Regions from separate parts of the Mus musculus genome. Here all the other regions are linked to region 2. Evidence: chromatin contacts called from public Hi-C and promoter capture Hi-C data. All regions are on one chromosome and are shown on one strand. The core of a region is the stretch at or near the end of the contact, and the rest is flanking DNA. Distances in the headings are between cores, read along the strand shown. Region 1 has its middle 410 kb from the start of Gm23203. Region 2 holds the start of Efna5 (ephrin A5). Region 3 holds the start of Rab31 (RAB31, member RAS oncogene family).

What was found. Promoter capture Hi-C pulls out the DNA fragments that hold promoters and counts their contacts. Hi-C and Micro-C count contacts between places; a contact is called where the count stands out from the background.
Region 1: a contact with region 2 is called in a Hi-C map of the N1E-115 cell line, with 14 times the contacts expected there. The contact joins the enhancer-like site here to the promoter of Efna5 in region 2. A contact is called at or near these places in 1 of 39 promoter capture datasets (hippocampal neurons), 1 of 484 Hi-C or Micro-C datasets (the N1E-115 cell line) and 6 of 115 datasets of contacts at active chromatin or transcription factors (astrocytes, embryonic forebrain, embryonic hindbrain and 3 more).
Region 3: a promoter capture Hi-C map of pre-B cells shows a contact between it and region 2, with 4 times the contacts expected there. The contact joins the promoter of Rab31 here to the promoter of Efna5 in region 2. A contact is called at or near these places in 2 of 39 promoter capture datasets (liver and pre-B cells).

Annotation. Positions count from the first base shown.
Region 1 is chr17:59,975,851-59,978,674 of GRCm38.p6, forward strand. No RefSeq gene overlaps it. Among named protein-coding and RNA genes, the nearest start is that of Gm23203, 410 kb to the left of the region's middle. Within about 2 kb of position 1,506, at least 3 of the 459 cell types and tissues checked have an H3K27ac peak or open chromatin away from gene starts, as enhancers often do. A contact at or near this core is called in the N1E-115 cell line, where this site is marked.
Region 2 is chr17:62,879,594-62,882,718 of GRCm38.p6, forward strand. Efna5 (ephrin A5) reads right to left here and starts at 1,724. Exons shown (of 5, transcript NM_207654.2): 1 at 1,413-1,724. The coding sequence starts at 1,537.
Region 3 is chr17:65,771,396-65,774,341 of GRCm38.p6, forward strand. It overlaps Rab31 (RAB31, member RAS oncogene family), which reads right to left and starts at 1,357. Exons shown (of 7, transcript NM_133685.2): 1 at 1,111-1,357. The coding sequence starts at 1,149.

The DNA of each region.
Region 1 (2,824 bases), core at 256-2,755, 2.9 Mb before region 2:
GTGTTCCTGAGAGGATCAAGCTGCCACTGCTGACCTGTAAACTAAACAGCTGATTTCAAGACAACATAGACAGGAGTTTCTCCAAAGAACCATTTCTAAACAGGTCTACTTCCCCTGTATCCTTTTTATTCCCCACTAATTCTCATAGGTGGTGGGCAAAAAGGGAAGTAAAAGCATTTATGAACCTTCATTAAATATATGATTTAAAAAATTTAAAGTTACAAAAGTTCACTATTATCAATTCAAGTTATCACTTATTAAAATCTGATTTCTCATGCACAGAGCTTCAGCAGGGCCCAGTAAGTTTATGAAGAGCACATTTATTTTCCTTTTGTAATCAAAACCTGTTATTCTGGTTGGATAATCTTCTGCAATCATAAGGAATTTGATGAGTAGTGATGTCACTTTTTGTTTGATACATGTTTTTGTTTGCTAGGATTGCATCAACAAAATACTCAATGACATACTATTTATTCATTTTGCGTGAATAAATATGTATTGTCTGAATTTTCTAGTAAGGGAATGGGGAGAATGTTCTGCAGTAATTTGCCTCATTCTATCAGACACTACACCTCCAGGTTTTGTTTCTTGAACTTCTGACAACATTATGAATACATTAAACTCAATTGTTTTGCCGACTCTACAACCATAATTATGCTGCACTGGAGACTTAAGATACTGTAATTGTTTCTGGTCCCCAATCTCATTACCTTTTTACCCTTCTCAACCTCAAAATGTATGCACCATCTGTTGACTCCTAAGTACTTTGCAACAGAGTCCAAAGCAGCAGCCCAATGTTCTCTTTCATCAGTCTCTGCAATTACATTTGTCAATTGGAGAAGCTGCAATAATCTCAAGCCATATATGATCATCCTAAATTTAACAAGCAGATACGGGAGCCAGGGATTCTAAGGATTGTCCTGTTTCCAGTTTGCATAATTCATTTACACAATTCAGTTTAATACGTTGTGTTTGAAGCATATTTAAAATACAATCTTCTTTATGACCTGTTTTCCTCCTTGCTTCAGATTTATGTTCGACATAAGCCAAGGCATCAGATGCTGTTTAGAAATTAAATTATTAGTTCCATTGTTTTATTTTCAGCTTGTGTTTTTATTCAATTACATATTTTACAAAGTTAATTTCACCTTATTAATGCGCTCAATAAATATGTGCAAATGATATGAGAGTTTTACGTCTGTAGAAAATTTAATCTTATAACCTTAGGTCTTAAATCCTGAGGATGGCAGTAGAGAAATCACATCTTGTACTTTTTGTCCTTTGGGTAGAACTTCCTTCTGGGGAATAGAGTTGAACAAAATCTCTGCAGATCTTTCATTTGCTCTGGCTTCCCTTTTTAGAAAACAGAACCATACTTCACCCAGGCATGGGCTTTGTCAACTTTTAATAGCTCTAATTGCCTAATTATCTGCTCTGATGCAATTATGAAACCTCTATTCCAAGCTTGTTTTCAAGGATGTGCCCCACTGCTGTATTTCTTGAATTTACAGTAGTTTACTCTGCCACAAAAGAACTGAGTCTGTGTCACTGATGACAGCCTTTGGATGCTAGATTGTCATGTGCTTTTAAGAAAAGTATATGATTTGTCACAGTGAAAAACAATAATAGACTGGTTAAAGTCAAATAAATTTTAGCATGTATTTGCCTTTAGTTTAATAGCATTCATTTTAGTTTAATTCTGGGGCTTTATTTATGCAATAGTAATGTCAATCTGACAACACTCTAGAACAGACAGCCTCTAAAACAAGTAGAATACAAACTTCATCAAGAGTGAGCATATGTTTTCAAATGAACGGTGATTGCATTTGTCTCTTAATTTGTATTTTTTCACAGAATATTTTCAAATTTTCATGTTTATATGGCTTACTTTTCTATTCTGGTGATAAATTTGCCAAGACAACTTTTAGAGGAGTTTCTTTTGGTTTAGAGTTTCTGCGTGAGGGTACATAATGCTGGAGGAAGCATGGTGTCAGATTGTTGCAATGGGACTCAGAGATTTTATTTTTTACTGTAAACACAAAGCAGAGTGAATGAAAACAAAGATAAAGCTATGAAATCTCAGTCCTAAACTCCATGATAGTCTTCCTCTAGCAAGGCTACATCACATTCCTAAACACTGTCACCACTGGGGCCTAAGGGCTCAAATACCTGACTCTGAGGTGACCATGTCTCATTCAGACCACCGCAATGTTGATCACTATAAAACTCTGCTTTATCAGATGTTATAGAAAACATTTTCTGTGCTGTGTATTCACGTTCAGTATAAAGCATGTCTTTTGATCAGGGATATAAAAATAAAGTTCTCCTATTCCCCAAAGAATTGTGGACTCAAAGAAGATTTAGAGAGTTAAATGCTATAAGATGATGCGTTAGGTAAATTTTCTTGACAATGAAGAGATTGGAAGATTGGGTTTCAATTTTGGATAACAATATCAGTGAATAACACTGTGTAGTTTGTAATAGAAGCTAAATAATGTTACACAGGAGCTGCCTCCTACCTTGTTCTTCAGATACATTTTAACTGCTCTTAGGGTAAACACATACTTTAATCATGTACCACATACTTAGAGACACTTTTAAATGACATAGATTTGTATTTAGGTGGCATGGCTTTGTATTACATGATAATAAACAGAAAATTAGGAAAGAAATAATTTGCATGTTTAGTATATTCCTATGAAATATGAGTAGTAGTTTTCTGTGCTAACCAAGGTAATAGACATTTCTTTGATATTTTTAAATTATGAAATTTAATTTTTATTGATGGGAACAAACCTGTGAAGTCCAGAAGTGTGATTCAGGT
Region 2 (3,125 bases), core at 474-2,973:
CAGCTGACCCTTGACAACCGGGAAAACCTCTGAATTCATAACAGAGGGAAAGCTGGAGGCGCTAGAAAGGGCTGGTGGGAAACTGAATTGTAGGCGTCCGCCGGCCCCCTCGCCTAGAGCTTTAGATGCGCCACAACCACAGGCTCAGTCCTCGGTCTCCCGCCTCTTTCCTCACAACTTCCACTTCAGCCCAGAGAAAAACCTGTGATCCTAGGTACAAGCGACACTGCCTCCCTCCCAGAACAACACACCAATACTACCAGCCCACAGCTGAAAGCAGAGCGATGTGGGCCCAGCGGGACCGACTGCTGGGTCCAGATCCGGGAGAAAGTAAGGTTTGGGAGCAGCCCGGACCAGAAAGGGTCTGCCTGGTGCTGTGGACGACCCTCCTCCCCTCTCCGGGGTCCAGGATCGCAGGGTGGCTGCGGCAAGCTAGGGCCCAGAGCGTGCGCTAAGGAAGTCCCCGGCGCCCGCTTCCAGCCTCCCGCCAAGCCCGCAGGCTTTGGGGTCGCCTAGACGCTGTCGCAGGTAACCACGCGCGTCCCTCCAGCTGCACAGCGCCAGGCCCCGGGGCGAAGGCTCCCACCTTCCGGCTTGCCAACTCCAGCGGCTCGCTCTGCACTCGTGACGTAACCCGGCATTCGATCAAACTTTCTGGCACCTTAAGCCCACTGGGGGGGAAAGGAGGGTGCCCGAGCTGGGAGAATCCTTTCCAGGGCCAAGCGCGATGGGCCTAGACCGACTTGGCGGTGTGTGTGTGGGGGGGGGGGGGGTCACCTAACAGTTATCTCGCAGTTAAAAAGAACATTAAACCCTAAAGCTTCCGCTTTCCACTCACCCATCCCTCCAACCCCCCTTTGCTTCCCTCTAACCGGTACGCGCTCTCTCTATGCGCGCAAGGAGGTAAAAGAAGGCATTATGTTTAAGTAAAAATTTTAAAATTAAAAAAAAAAGAAAACTTTGATGCTATCTATCAGGATCCCGGCCTCAGCCCCGCGCCCCCCAGGCTCCAGGGAGGACCTCTTGGCAGTACGCACCCGAGGCTACCAGCACCCAAGCTCTAAGCCGGGATCCGGAGGTGCGGGCCAATCTCCCCGACTGGGAAGCGATGGCCCGGGTCCGGGGCTCCCGCCCATTCCCGTGTCTTCCCCGCACCCGGTCGGAGGCAGCGGCTCCGCGCAGCCCTGGGGATTGCTAGCAGCCGCCGGCCCTGCCGCCCTGGCTTAACAAAGAGCGGCGCGGAGCGAGCGCTTCCCGCCGGCGCCGGGCGGCCAGCGGCGTCTGGCGACGCAGGCTCCGAGGGCGCGCGCTGCCTGCGGCTGGTGCGCGCCGCTCCCGGCCGCCGTGTCCCCTGCTCCCGGCCCAGGCCCGCGGAGCCCGAGCTTTTGGCGCCCCCGCCCCGGCCACCTTACCTGGGGTTGCTGCTGTTCCAGTAGACGGCGTAGCGGTCGGCGACGACTTTGGAGCCCGGGTCCTGGCTGAACACACACATCCAGAGCACCAGAAAGAGCAGCGTCAACATCTCCACGTGCAACATCACGCCTAGCCAGCGGCGGAGCCCCCGACGCGCCACTCCGGGGAGAGATCGGGGATCCAGGGGGAGGGAGGGAGAGGGGCAGACGAAGAGAGCGGACGCCAAATAAATAGGAATAAATACGATGAAGGGGCGAGAGGCGCGCGGCGAGCGCGGGAGGAAGAGGAAGAGGAGAGAGAGAAGAAGGAGGCAGTGGCTGGGGCGGGGGGACAAACTCGCACCCCCACTGAAGGGCTCGGGAGGGGAGAAGAATCACAAGACGGAGAGACGCGTGCGTGTGTGCGGTGGCGGCGGCGAGGGCGGGGGTAGGGGTGCGGAGCTGTGTCTCGGGCGGCGGCTGCAAGCCGGTCACCCCGGGAGAGGGAGGTGCGTGCGGGGCCGGGCGGCGGCAGCGCGGGTCGGGGCAGGCGGCGGCGCGCGCTGCACAGTCACGGGGAGTTGAGCGCCGCGGCTGCGGGGAGACATACACCGGCCCGCCGGGCCCGGCTCAGTGTCGGCGCCGCGGTCTGCACGGGCTTCCTCCGCCGCGCTGGGCCCTCACCGTGCGCCCCGCTTTGTTCCAAGTTACTTTGGCGGCCGGAGAGAAACTGCAGGAGGAGGGCGCTGTGTGGAGGGGGGCGGGGGGGGGGGCGTCCTCACACTGGTGTCCCCAGGAGGCTGGAAGCAGTCCGGAGCCTCCCTTCTGTGCCTTGGCCAGGCGACCCCCCGCAAGGCTCGCAGGAGTCCTGTGGACTGCGGTACCCGGAGGTGCGCAGAGAAGAGTGGCGATCTGGATCCGCAAGCCCGGCTCTGCCGGAGTCCTGGAACTGCCCAAAGCCGCAGCCGAGCGCTCAGGCGAGGAGAGGAGGAGCGGGTCTTGCTTCGGAAAAGGCTCCAAGAAAAGTTTGGCTCTTCACGTCTTCCAGCAGGTCCCCAAAGGAGTCCGACCGCAGAGGCAGAGCGAGATGGCACCCCCGGGCGCTGGCTGAGTCGGGGATTTCTCCTGCTAGCTTGTCTTGGCCGGGTGTGGGTGCCGCGGAGTGAATGAAGAGCAGAGGTTGTGAACCAGCCAGCCAGGCGGGGCCGGGATGCCCAAACCTGCAGGGCGACGCCAAGCCAACTGCCGGGCTGAGAAGCGAGAGGGGAAACAATCACTTTCGGATGGAGCCCTCCAAGTCCGGGATGGGCTGATGACAGTCTCCGTTCGCCTTCCGGGAGAGAGGCTGAACCCCCGCACGGCGTGCCCAGAGCCCCGGGGGGGAGCTCTCAGAAGTGTCCCTGGGACTCGGACCTCTCCGGCCCCAACCCCAGCAACTTGTAGAGATTCATCAATCAGTTTGAAACCGGGAGGGAAAAAGGGAGAGGGAGCACACGCGAGCTGCTGGCACCTCCCCGATGACTACATCAGAAAACCTTCCCGATCCGGAGCTGCCTCCTCCTTCCCTCCTTAGGCACAGCAGTAACGAGAGGTGAAAGCCACCGACCGAATCCTAAAACCTCTGCCCAGGCGGGAAAATAAACTTGAGTGCAGCGGCGCGAGCAGCCTGGAGAGGTTGGGAAGACTGGCGAGAAGTAGAAAGGAGGGGAAAAGTCAGTTTTGCAAAAGAGGAGG
Region 3 (2,946 bases), core at 107-2,606, 2.9 Mb after region 2:
CAACCACTAGCTAAGGGGAAGTGCCAAGGGCAGTGTGAGGATCCGACTTCCATCAAAGGATTCGGCGGGGCCCAGGTGAAACCACAAGTCCCTGGTGCACCAGATCCTAATCCACAACATCGCCTGTATTCACCTCCATAACCATCCTGATTAGCATTTCTTTGAGGAGAATGAATGCGGCCCTACTCTTTTATTTAGGAAATACTTTTCCTTGCAGTGCCAGATTTGCCAACTTCAAGGGCAGGGCGGTATGCCCAGTGATAATGCCAAAGACTACAGAAGACTGCAGAGAACATGGCTTATAACATTAGCTCTTATTTGGGAAGACTTCGGGAATTTGTTGTGGGTAGCCCCAAGGAAATGACCCCCAAACACTGAATCCCTGGGGGGGGGCAGATTTCAAGGGACAGCGCAGTGTGCCGGAGTTTGTCAGTCTGGCCCTCCAGTCTCGGAGTTTGGATGTTGTTTCTTTCTTTGTTTCTGACTGCTTTTATATTTCTTGGGACTAAGACTCGTTTTGGAAGAGGAAGGGTGTTGGGGGCGGGTGTTTCTCATCCTGCTTCATTTTCATCCACTGCACGGAAAGTGTGCTGAACACACAGTTCATACAGAGTTTGCTCTTAATACTTCGCAGTCGGGCCAAAACCCCGGTACTCCCTCCCTTGCTTGGAAGGATTGGTTTGTTGGTTTGTTTTCGGAGAGAATAAAGAAATTGCCATCACTACTCCCTACCTACCCCCGCAGGAGGCAGAGGAAAACCTAACTTAAACACTCCTCCGGGAGGGAGCCACCAGTGGCAGAGGCAAGAGTCCTAGGGGCCCAGGGGCTGCATGACCCGCTGTCCTCTGGTCCTCAACAATCCCCCCCACCTCCCACCCCTCCACCCCGCCCTGCCCGACCCGCAGCCTGGCGAGCCCCAAGGTTGCCAGATACCCGGCCGCAGATGCAGCGATCCGGGGCGCTCGGGAGAATCTGGTGGCGGGCGGAGGCGGCTGGTGCCGGGCGCGGGATGGAGCGCGCGGGACATGGGGAAGCGCACGGGAGGCGGGCAGCGCAGAGACAATGGCGCACAGAAGCCGGGATCCCCCGTAGGATGGCTCCAGGACTTACCCCGAGAAGACACACTTTGAGCTCCCGTATCGCCATCATGTGCTCTGGGTCGGGCCCGGCCGGGGCTCAGCAGCATCGTCCGGGCCACACCGCGCCCAGCCTGCGTCCTGCTGTCTCCCAGGACTCTCGCCGGCCGCGGGGCGGAACCGCCAAGGCGGCTATTTCTGGGCCTCGGCCTCCGCTGTCGGTCACGTGCTGCCGGCCGGCTCCTCCCGTCACGTCTAGTCTAGCCTGGCCGCCGGGCTTCGGCTCCGCCCGGGCCCCGGTCCGCTTCGGCCTCCAGTGACCACCCAACATCTGACTTGTGGGCAAATCATCCCCTTCCGTGATCAGCTCTGAGCCCGGTCGGGCACCACTTGCCCTGGACACACGACCCGTCGCGTCATAAAGAGCCATTGGAACAGTTTATGCTGTTGGCTGTGGTCCCAAGGAAGCACTTCAAAGTCTCTGGGTAGTCCCACCATAAAGTGACTCTGACCTCCAGATGCAAGAAACATCAGCGAGAAACCGGGATGAGGGGAGGAAAGGGTTAACTTGTCCCTTCTAATACCCAGGCTTCAAATCGCTTCCTCCCAACACTTCACTTTACTCTGCATGCATTCTTTTCTGTATGCAGCAAAGGATGACTCAAGGATGATTCGAGAAGCAGTCAGGTGTTTTGGCTTCCAAAACTGGAGCACCAGGGCCTGGGAAAAGAGAGGTGCACTCTGTAGAGGAAGCCCCCTTTCTCCATGTAGAAAAACGCTACAGCTATGTGGGCAGGAGCCCAGCCACAACTGGGGGGCTGGCAACCCTTCTGCAAACTCCTCTACTAGGAAACTGAGGCTACGTGCAGCGTCACACAGAGGGGCCATGGCCTCTGGTCTTTGTATGGTCCGTTGTTCCTCCAAGCCTCTGGGATGACTTCATTTGTTGCTGTGTAGAAATGACAGCTCTTTAAGAATAATCTAAATTTACTGGTACTACTAATTGTATGCATATGTTTTAAACAGCAACACTGGACGTGGCTCTGTTGGGAGAGTGCTTGCCCAGCATGCCTGATAACTGTTAGAAGGATTGATCCAGGCAACCTGGAAATAAAACAGAAGCCCTTTAATGAGAACAGTGAAGAGCAGTTCTCATTACCTGGCTTTCTTGCCAGGCAGGTGTTCTTATCAGTATGCTGAGTCTGGAGTTCTCACCAGAAGAGGGCATCAGATCTCATTACAGGTGGTTGTGAGCCACCATGTGCTCACATGTGGTTGCTGGGATTTGAACTCAGGACCTTCAGAAGAGCAATCGGTGCTCTTCACCGCTGAGCCATCTCTCCTGCCTGAAAGCCAGTTTTAAGAAGTGTTTAAAGGTTTGAAGTATATGGACGTCTGGTCTGCATGTACATCTGCACATCAGAAGAGGGCATTGGTGAGCTACATTTGTGAGCTGCCATGTGGGAGGTTGGAGTACGGGACCTGGGCTCTGAACTCAGCATCTCTGGAAAATCAGCCAGTGCTCTTAACTGCAGAGCCATGTCTCCAGGCACCCAAAGCAAGTTTTGACAAAGCATTCTGCAGCCTCAGTTCTCTGGCCTCTCTCATAACTTGTCCCATCTGATCAATGGCTCCTGCCATTTTTTCCCCCTGTGGTTATCTGGCAGGCCAGATAGAAGCTACTCAGGCCCAAAGTGGCCTCTCAGGGTGGGAAATTCCAAAGCAAGGTCCACAGAAGGAACTCTAGAACTCTGGAGTCAAAACAGGTCCCAGAACAAACTTGCAATCAATTAAATTACCCAGAGTAACAGGAACTTTGTGTCAAAGTACAGGTTCATAGAAGTCTGCTTGTCCAGACTGAATTGATCAA